Linked DNA regions of Zea mays: region 2 is linked to region 1. Evidence: chromatin contacts called from public Hi-C data. All regions are on one chromosome and are shown on one strand. The core of a region is the stretch at or near the end of the contact, and the rest is flanking DNA. Distances in the headings are between cores, read along the strand shown.

Region 1 (5,167 bases), core at 1,669-4,168:
AATTGTGGCCCTTAATAAATTTTAGTACAAAAATGAATAGGAATAGAGACCGAATCCTAATCCGATTCGATCCTTAAATTTTATAGTGTAAGATTTAGAGCCCATTACCACCCCCTGTGTGCCATAACAGATCATCCTTTCCTTCTGATTTCACATCTTATCTTTATAATATGTTTTCATTGTAGATACACAGAGGATATAGAGCTTGATGATGCCATCCACACTGCAATTTTGACTTTGAAAGAAGGGTATTGCAACCCACTTGTAGTTGCTTAGTTTAAAACATCCTAAATAGTTACTAATTGGTTCTGCATCTTGGACTTGCAGATATGAGGGGCAAATTTCCTCCAACAACATTGAAATCGGAATTATTCGAGCTGACCGTGAGTTCAAGTAAGTTACACAGACTCAATTATTACTGCCACCTTTATATGATCCATGTTCCTCTTGCCTCATCAAATGATCAAATCACTGCATCACTCATTGCTCCCATTCTGTTCTTTAGGGTTTGGTAACAACTTGTGCTCCTCTAGCTGTAGGGGAAATGAATCTGTTTACTATGTTTTTGTTGTTGGAAATCTAAGGCTATTTGATATTACAAACTCCTTGCTACTTCAAATGGTTTGGTGAGAACTAACAGTTTCCATACAAATAACAGAGTTCTAAGCCCATCAGAGATCAAGGATTTCTTGGAAGAGGTGGAGTAAGTTGTCTGTTGATGATTTACTGTTTCAAACAAGAATAGCAGCATCACTTATGAGCAGCCAGCCTGAAGCTTGTCTTGGTTTTTTCACTCTGTAAACTGATTTGCTCCAGCGACATGTCTTGGTTTTATCACTCTGTAAACTGATTTGCTCCAACGACATGTGATGTTTACATTTGAAACCCTCCTGAACGCATACTGTAAACAAATGAGATACGTAAGATGGATGTTGTATTTGACAGTCTCTGCAGTTTGTTTATGTGATTCACGTTCTTGTGTGCTGTATCGATACCCAGGTGTTTGTTGTGTTCACATTGCAGATTTGCTGTAGTGCATGGATTTCGTGGCTGTAAGAAATCAAGTTCGCTATCCTACTGATGCGCTTTTGGCGTGTGATAAGTTGTTTCAACCTGATGCGCCTGTGCAAGAGGCCATGAGAAGCGATATGGCTTGGATCAATAGAGCGTGTCCCAAATTCAGTACTTGTGCGAGAACAAGAGATCAATATAATATTGTTGGCAACGTGTTAAGTGCAAATCAAGTTTTCGTGCAAACCAACTAACATAAGTCACAAAAAATTATTAAATTATAACTAACAAAAGTCACAAAAAATATTAAATTATAGATGTACTTTAAAATCAATTTTTCGTGCAAACCAATTAACAAAAGCCACAAAAAAATATTAAATTATAACTAACAAAAGTCCCAAAAAAGCATTAAATTATAGATGTACTTCAAATTCATCATATGATAAGAGATAAAAGAAGAGAAAACTGTAAGAGATAATTTCACTTTTTTATCTCAGAATTTTCTTTTTTATCTTTTAATATATGATGTGTTTGAACTTCAAATTTTACTAGGTAGGTGCCCGTGCGATGCCACGGAATATAAATTGCGAACCTCCAATGGACTTCATTTGTGACAAGTGATGCCCAAGAAAATGGGGGTAAACTGACACAGCTATCACTTGCATTACTTGCCCTATGCGTGGAAGAATCTGACACAGCTATCACCCATGAAGAAATCCGATTAACTTGTGGAAGCGGACTTCATTTGAGACAAGACAACAATACCAGTGTTGAGCTTGCCACTCGGCCATGGCACACACGAGAACACGGGATGCTCAAGTAAGAACTGAACATAATGCACTAATACAAAAAGCTGGCTTGCGTTCGATTCCTTGCTTCACAGGAAGCATATCTGATATACAAATCGAGATTTATGTTCCGTGGCATCGCACGGGCACCTACCTATTATTGATTAGCCTCTAAAGCTTTATGGTTGAGCTTGCAACAGTTCTGATGATTTCTTGATTCATTCGCGTGGAGTGCTTCGTGCTGTCCTCCTTGACTAGGCAACTGGATTTTGTGCCTTTTATCTTCGTATGTATGGGGATCATGGAGCCTAGAAAGAATATGTGCATTGATCTGTAGACGCCTCATGTCAACATTTCAGTCTGTACCATGATGCGAGTTGATCTGTGTCATAATGTTGTCAGATCTATTGTCTATATCTTCGTTTATTGTACATAGCCATTTGTATCGATAGTGCAAAGTGAGGCGAAACATTATGCCATTCGAGGACAACTCCGACTCGGCTTGGCTTCGTCAGGCGAGCTCAGGATGGCTATGGGTACCCGCTACCTTAAATTTGGTGGGTTTTTACTCTATTAGGATATAAGTTTAGTCAATTTCTCTACCCATGAGTTTGTTAATGAGTTAAATAAAAACTCAACGAGTACGTGAGCATGAGTTTATTCTTCCACTACCCATACCCGCAAACCCATGAGTTTTTAAAACCCGCCTTAAAATCAACATTCCTTATAAATATGTCTCATAATATTATTAATTAAATATATTTTAATTGAAATAAACTTCATGTAACAAATCTTAGTCTAAAATTAGTTATCACTTGTTCCTTTTATGCTAGCTTATTAATAAATTGATTGTTATTTACATGATGAATTATTTTTTATGTTGATGTTAGTGGGTATGGGAAACCCGTTGGTTACCTGAAACCCGCATGTGTATGAGTTTGTGTAAAATTTTATACCCGTCATGAGTATGAGTTTTTTAGCGAACATATTTTTTCTTTTGCGGGTATAGATTTGAGCAAGTAATATCCAGCAAATTTTTAACCATTGCCATCTCTACTCAGTCCCAGTTTTATATCCTGTTATAAAAATTTGGGAACTGAAGTACCTGACACAGTGACACTTCTCTTCAACTGAGCGGCGGATTGAACAGGTCTACAGGCGCGCTCCCGCACGCCCCGCGAAGGCTTTTCTCGACAAGCTTCAGCAGCGGCGCAGTCGACCAGCCGACCACCAGGCACCAGCCCACCGCCAAACGTAGGATGGCGGCGGAGACTAAACCGGCTGCGGCCAGCGGGGTTGCCGGCGAGATGGAGGTGGAGGCGTACCGCCGCCTTTTCCCGGTGGCCTTCCTTGAGCGCCACCTCGGCGAGTCCGTCCGCATCGATGCCCGCCGCCTCAGAGAGGCCCGCCCCACCACCGTCGCCCTCGGCGCCGTCTCCTCCGCGCATGGTTCCGCTCTCGCCCGCCTTGGCGACACCGTAATACTACCCCCTTCCTCCCCCCTCTCTCCTATGCTTCCCGTCTTGCTTGTCTCGTGCTCTTCAACTGTTCGACGAATTGTCTCTGCAGGCCATGCTCGCGTCGGTCAAGCTCGAGGTGATGTCGCCCCCGGCGGAGCACCCAGACGAAGGATCCGTCGGTTCGTGTTCCCCCTTTCCCTGCTGCTGCCTGCTTCCTATTGCCTTTGGTTTTTTATTCTTTTGTTGATGGACGTATGTGTGTTTTGCGTAGCTGTTGAGTTCCACATGCCGCCTATCTGCTCCCCGCTGGTTAGGCCAGGCCGACCCACTGACGTTGCACCCGTCATCTCCAAGGCCCTTGAAGACGTTTTGACGAGGTTTTTTGTTTCTCTGTTAACTTCAGCTCTTTAATTGAATGGTGAATAGATAAATGAATGCAGAATCGAATCCTTTCCATAGAAGAGGGCATAGTTCATCAGGATAAAATGTAATTGATCTTTACCAAAAGTCGTGACTGTTCACGAGCACTATGGATTAGATGCTAGTTGTATTTAGTGTGGAGACTGAAGAGCAACGAAACTAATTATGTAGAAGGCACTATGTAGTGATACACAGCGGTACATTATTGCTTTAGATCTATTTTCCAGGATCACAAACAGCGTCTGAATAGCCTTAATTCTCTGATTATTTGATAGCATGGTGGTGTCATTGGTGTTTCTGACAGTTGAGGAGATAGCCATTTGGTGTTCATTCATGGCTCGGGGCTCCAGGACCTTATATAGTTTCAGTTTTTCTGGTTTAGTGGTTGCTTGGTAGTTATTGTTGTGTTATCTGTGGTGTTGTGTGGGTTTTACATATGGTACTTATTCTTCTTAATGAAATGACACAGCTCCCTGCGTCATTTGAGATTTTTTTTTACCATGGACCATTTCCTGTAAATAAAAAATACAGCAGGGTTCCTTGAACTTTCCTTCCGTTTATGCTTAATGTTCTATTTGGATGAGTATGAAGTGACATGCTCCACTTTTAGAACCAGTACACATAAGTACAGCTATAAAAAACTAATAATCAATGTTCAAGTGGAGACTGAAGTTAGAAATGTCCAGGAGAAAAGAATAGAGGGCGTAGAAGGCACCGGTTTGCTTTTTTCAGGCGTGCATGCAAATCCTGTACGTTCTTTTTGTAGGTTTTTGTTTGTTTCATTTGGTATCGTCATTGCATGATTTCGTTACTTTGGCCATTTCTTTTTCTGTATCACCTCCACAACCTAATGAATGGCCCATAGTGACATTGAGGTAATTTTATTATGTTCTTTTATGCAGTTCTGGAATGCTAAATTTGAAGGACCTCTGTTTGATCACTGGGAAGGCTTCTTGGCTAGCGTACCTGGTAATATATCTTGGTTGACTCATTGATAGCTTCAGTTGTGGACAAAACAGTGCCTTTGACAAGGATTCACTGTTAATTACTACAGGGATGTCAAGGAATCCACTTTTTATTCTAATGACAAATACCATAAATTGAATAATATGAGAAAGGGAACAAAGGCTCCAAGCACCCAGGGGTTTTCATTGAGTCAAAACTAGTGCACCTTGAAAGATCAGGTGACTTGGAATAGCATGATTTGTAGTTGATAATAACACCCTTACAATCAGGCTAGAATATCCTTTCCGTATGATTTTTTGTTTTTTACACATCCTGTATCGTCAAGGATTCTAATATGCCTTGTGATGTTTTGAAAATTTACGTAACATGGTTGTTAAGGTGGTAAGGCGACCTACAACGGTCTAGGATCTTTTTACCTTTTAAACACCTAAGGCGCGAGGTGAGGCGAGGCGATTTCATAGACATATAAGTAAAGCGAATAATAACAAAAAATACATAAGTAAATAGATAGATCATTGATAT
Region 2 (5,167 bases), core at 1,738-4,237, 180 kb after region 1:
TAGTTTCTTGATTAGTGTAAATATGCTTATTATTATCTTTTTCTTATATTTATTTGGACCGACTAAATCTAGAACTGCACTCTTTTGATTTGGGTATTCAAGACAGGCAAAATTAAGCACACAAAGAATATGTTAAGTATAAATAGATGCATGCCCTGCATGTTACAGTCTTATCATCTTCCCGTAGAGATCTACGACGTTGACACGGCGTACGTAGACGACTACGCACGTACCGACCAAGACCATCACACCACCATAATTATTAGCATGCATTGTCAGATCCAATGCAAACAACAGCTACTACTACTTGATTCGACACTGAACTGAACTGAACTGACAAGACTACGCACACGAGAGAGACACGCAATAATAATCCAACAATTAACCAACTAAACGATCAACTAGCAGACGACGATGCCTGCATCTGCATGCTTGAGCTGCCAGCCACTTGCCACCAAACTGTCGTACGTCATCCGAGCTAGCTAATAAGAAGCTAGCAGGGTGTGTACGGTGCATGGTGATTGGCGTTGGGTCACACCGCGGCGGCGGCGGGGACGATCTCGATGACCTCCGGCATGGCGCCGTCCGGGTTTGCGGCGGCCATCCGGCGGGTCTCGGCGGCCACGGCGGCCTCCTTGTGCTGCTGCTCCACCACCTCGATCTTGTGCACGCCCACGATGGGGATGGGGCTCACCGACAGGATGGCCACCGTGTTGGGCGCCAGCTCGATGACCTGCCCCTGCACCTGCACCGCGTTGGCGCCGTCCGTGGTCGTCGGCAGCACGGCGTTGTTCTTGGCCGCCGGGCGGGGCTTGCGGTACCAGAAGTAGAGGCCCATCTGGACGCAGCTGAAGAAGAAGCCGCCGACGTTGGGGTACTGAATAGATATATATAATCGAGAAACATCCCCAGCATTATTCAGTTACCATTTTATATATATATATGGATCAGTTAACCATATATTACATTATTGATCAGTCGTTACCATGACAAAGGGGTCCTTGGTGAAGAGGCCGTAGCAGAACCAGGCGACGGCGCTGAGCGTGAGGCAGAAGGAGAGGCTGATGGGCAGGAACTCGACGCTCTTGGTCTTGACCACCTTGACGATGATGCTGAGCGGCGCGACGAAGACGGCCATGGAGAAGGCGAGGCAGACGCTGCCGAGGAACTTGACGCGGTGGGGCTCGCGGACGGCGAAGAGCGTGACGGCGACGACGAGCGCGAAGGCCGCCACGTCCAGCAGGAAGAAGTAGGCCAGAGTCCGCAGGCGCGCCCGCCGCGGCGCGTACGCCAGGTAGAGGACTATGTAGGCCGCCTCCACGCCGCAGCCGAAGGCGTTGATGGTCAGCAGCGGCCTCGAGTTGGTCTTCACCAGCGCGTAGAAGATCCACAGCACCGAGCTGAAGAGCGCCACCACGTACGGCACCGAGCTGAACCCGCCCGTCGACTTCTTCCGGTACACCTGCAGGAACGTCGCCCTGTTTTTGGTACGGTGCGTACAAGAGGCATGCCATGTCAGTCTTGGATCATCCATCGATTCACGCATGAATCCGAGTCGGTCTGAAATTGAGACAGTAAGGGAACGAAGAAAGGTGGCTATAGCTAGCTACTTACACTGGTGCAAGGAACACCAGGAAGGAGATGATGTTTCCTGCACAATCCAAATCGAAGAAACAAGAGAGAAGAGGGTAACTACGCGTCAGTGTCGTCATTTTCAGTAAAAGTGGTAGGAGTACAATACTATACACATATATATGTACAATGCGTGTGCGTCCACTAACAGAGAGAAGCGTGGTGATTAGGTTAAGGAAACGCTGATATGGCAAAAAGCTAGGTAGCTGCATGCACACGCACACGCCTTCCCTGCTGCATGCCCAACCGATCGATCATAACCATTCCAGCAAAAAATACACGTATATAGAAATGATTCTTAGATAGTGCGTTACGTTGTGAGCAGCTATTTGCAACTGTATTTCGTGATCTAATGCCCAATATGTGGATCTGATCTGCACTGCTTATTACCATTATTCTTGAGTGGAAAAGTTGCTATACCTCGGCGATGCATGCATGTGTGTTCTAGCTAGCAACAAATTAAAGGCCTGTGCCATGATCGCAGCTAACGAATTGGAGAAAGAGTGCATCGTCGTCTCAATGGGCCGCGGGGAGCATCAGAGAAAGTTCAAGAAGATGCAGCTAGCAGTAGTATAGGTGAAGAAAAAAAAATGCTAAAGCTACATACTACGTATTCTGATATGCAAGTATTGTTGATAGATGATGGACAAGACAGTTGGTTGTCCAGTGTGACTAGCTGCTGCATGCATGCCTACTGCCGCGCCTCTCTACAGCTAGAGAGTGCGTGCGTGCTCTACAGTGCAATGGCACAAACGGCAAAAAGGAAGGCTGACGACTGGTGGATGCATGCATGCAAAGGACGGATCGATGATACAAGGATGGACAAGACAGTCGTCATGTCGGAATAAACAAAATCTAGAAGAACGTAGTACGGCAACAGAATGAATGAAAACCACATGAAAAGCATGTCATCAAGGTCCCATAAGATTTTTTTTAAAAAAAAAAAGAAGCACCAGGAAAAGGCCAAACACGCGAAGCATTATGCAAGTCGATCTCCGCCTATCTATCCGGCCGGTCCCGGCCGGCGTCATGCATGGATCGATCTAGCTCGAGACGACGTTGTTGTTTCATTGGCGCGTACGTACCTGCGATGCCGGAGAGGGTGACGGCCGGGTGAGCCATGGAGAAGAAGCCTCCTGCCATTGCTGACGACGACGGCCGGGCGTGGGGCGCGGGGGCAGGAACTGGAGATCGAGAGTTAGCTAGCTAGTCGACGACGCCGGCGACGACGGAGGCCGGCCGGCTAGCTAGAGTTGCTGTTCTCTTCTTCTCCTTTATATATATGACAGCCGGCGGAGAGAAGTTCCACGACGACGGAGAGGAGAGGAGAGGAGCTAAGGCGACGATGCTCGATTAGCTATTGCTGAATGCTGATGTGTTTGTGTGTGGTTTGGACCCGAGCACGGGCATGGATTTATATAGCCGGCCGCGCTGCCCTTTCTGCCGTTCTGGGAGGCCGCGGCCTGTTGATTGCAGTGGTGCTGTCCAGTTCGGCATTGTTGGCGAGAGAAGAGAATAATGCATGGTGTGCAGTGGTACATGCATGCATGCATGCGTGTACCAACCAGCACAGCATGCAGGTCGATCGCACAGTGGCATACAATACAATGGGTGTATCTAATCTGCACTTTCCTTGCAGTAGATTTCGAGGGGAAGTCATTTGTGCATATGCTAATAAAGCTACCTCTTTTATTTCTCTGCCCCTCTCTCCTATATATTTCTCCACTCTCAGAATATATAGATGACTGTATGCCATGGTAATTAAGATTAATAAGAGATGGCACTAGTCCATACATAATATATTTTTTAACGTCTGAAATATGTCAAAAATTAAACAAGTGTACGGTGTATATATGGGTTTTTCACTTGTCTCACAAGTAGCAGAAAGTGTGTTACAGCTATAGTTGTTGTATATATACATGATTGGTTTGCTGAAATATGCATATATATATATATAACCTCCTACAAAGATCTTGGTACGCAACAAATGCGCTGCTAACTAACTACAAGCTCAATAATTTATTTTTCCGAAACAAAAATAATATATGTACACTGCACTCAAAGGACTTTTTTCTGGCATTTGACGCGTGTGAAAAGTGGGCTATATAAAGTGCCGTGTCTTTTTTTCACCTGCCAATCGCAAGTAGACAGGATTACTTCAACTTTGGCTGTGTGTGTGGTTTATTTGTAGAAAGACATAGACCCGTGGAGAAAGATGTAATAATGCATGCTTAATAATGCACCAAACGCCGGAGAGCAGAACTAGCTAGCAATTTAATGAAAACTGTGTGTATTTGATGTTAAACCCTCCCCACAAAAATAAATTTAAAATAAAAGTGAAACCTCACCAAAAAAAATTAAAGGTGGGTATATGGCCCACTTATCAGATATTAAACTGTAGAATTGCACTTTATCTTAGCCAAAAAGATGAGAAACATCTTAGTTGAAAAGAAGATCAGTCCCTTTTTTATAGTCCACTCAGTTGCTCGTTCTCCTTTAGCTAGCGAGGTGATACTATTCCGGAACGTTATGTTGTGTGTGGGCTTCGTGTCGTGTTGGATTTGGGTGTCTCACGTCCTATTTAGCTAGGACATAACAACCTCGTTTTTAGGCAAGACGCGGGGGAGAAAAACATATCTACTCTATGCGCTTTACACGTGACGTACAACGCACGCATGACGCATGAAACTTGTGCTTAATTTAAAGGGTAGAGACTAATACAGTGCCCGTGTGTTATGACGGCACACAGTTACTCGATAAAATATTAGTGCTCAATGTGCCTTCAAACATGCTACAACTTCCTTCAATATCAACTACATTTAATAAAATTGTAACGTATATTAATTAACATTAATAAGTATAAGAGATACATATATATATGTGAAATGTTTTTTTATTTTTTTCCCGAATAACTAGCTTCTTTTCTTTTTTTTCTTGAATAATTAAAGGTCTAGTTCATGGACAAACCCTTAGACAAAGGATGGTGGCTGCGGGGCCCGAGAGGAAGAGGGAGGTGTGACACGTGGGATACTTGGGCCGGCCTATTATATTGGGGAGAGTGAGTAGACACACCAACTACATGTTTCACGACGGTAAAAACTGAGTGCTTTATAGTAGTAAATAAAATAAAAGAGCTTGAGAAAAGCCTAGAGAGTTCGCATGCAGCTAGCGCCGAAGAAGGTACCCACGACTTGAAGGATGAACAGCACGTGCATGTTGTGTACAGTTTGGTGGGGAGAGGACGAAATTAGGTTGAAGATTCAGATGGTGCCATCGTGTTAAAAAAAACAAAAGTGTACTGTTTTATAGACCTGTGGAGAGAGATGGAATCATGCAACAAACGTAGGAGAGCCAAATTCAATGAAGGAGCTGGAGAAAAGCCTAGGGCCTAGGGCCTAGGGGGGACTTGTAGCGCCGAAGAAGGAAGCTATGACTTGAAGGATGAACATCACGTGCATGTTGTGTACAATCTGGTGGGGTGATGACGAAATTAGGTTGAAGGCCCACACATGGTGTCATCGATCGTGTACAAAAA

What was found. Hi-C and Micro-C count contacts between places; a contact is called where the count stands out from the background.
Region 2: a Hi-C map of tassel shows a contact between it and region 1, with 2.4 times the contacts expected there. The contact joins the promoter of LOC100282584 here to the promoter of LOC100193137 in region 1. A contact is called at or near these places in 2 of 25 Hi-C or Micro-C datasets (ear and tassel).

What each region holds. Positions count from the first base shown.
Region 1 is chr1:199,097,187-199,102,353 of Zm-B73-REFERENCE-NAM-5.0, forward strand. LOC100193137 (exosome complex exonuclease RRP43) reads left to right here and starts at 2,919. Exons shown (of 7, transcript NM_001138296.1): 1 at 2,919-3,277; 2 at 3,369-3,438; 3 at 3,531-3,636; 4 at 4,582-4,648. The coding sequence starts at 3,059. LOC103645177 (proteasome subunit alpha type-2) reads left to right here. Exons shown (of 5, transcript XM_020546638.2): 3 at 186-248; 4 at 328-393; 5 at 659-971. The coding sequence ends at 707.
Region 2 is chr1:199,275,899-199,281,065 of Zm-B73-REFERENCE-NAM-5.0, forward strand. It overlaps LOC100282584, which reads right to left and starts at 2,988. Exons shown (of 4, transcript NM_001155492.2): 1 at 2,718-2,988; 2 at 1,615-1,651; 3 at 986-1,478; 4 at 113-877. The coding sequence starts at 2,775. The coding sequence ends at 533.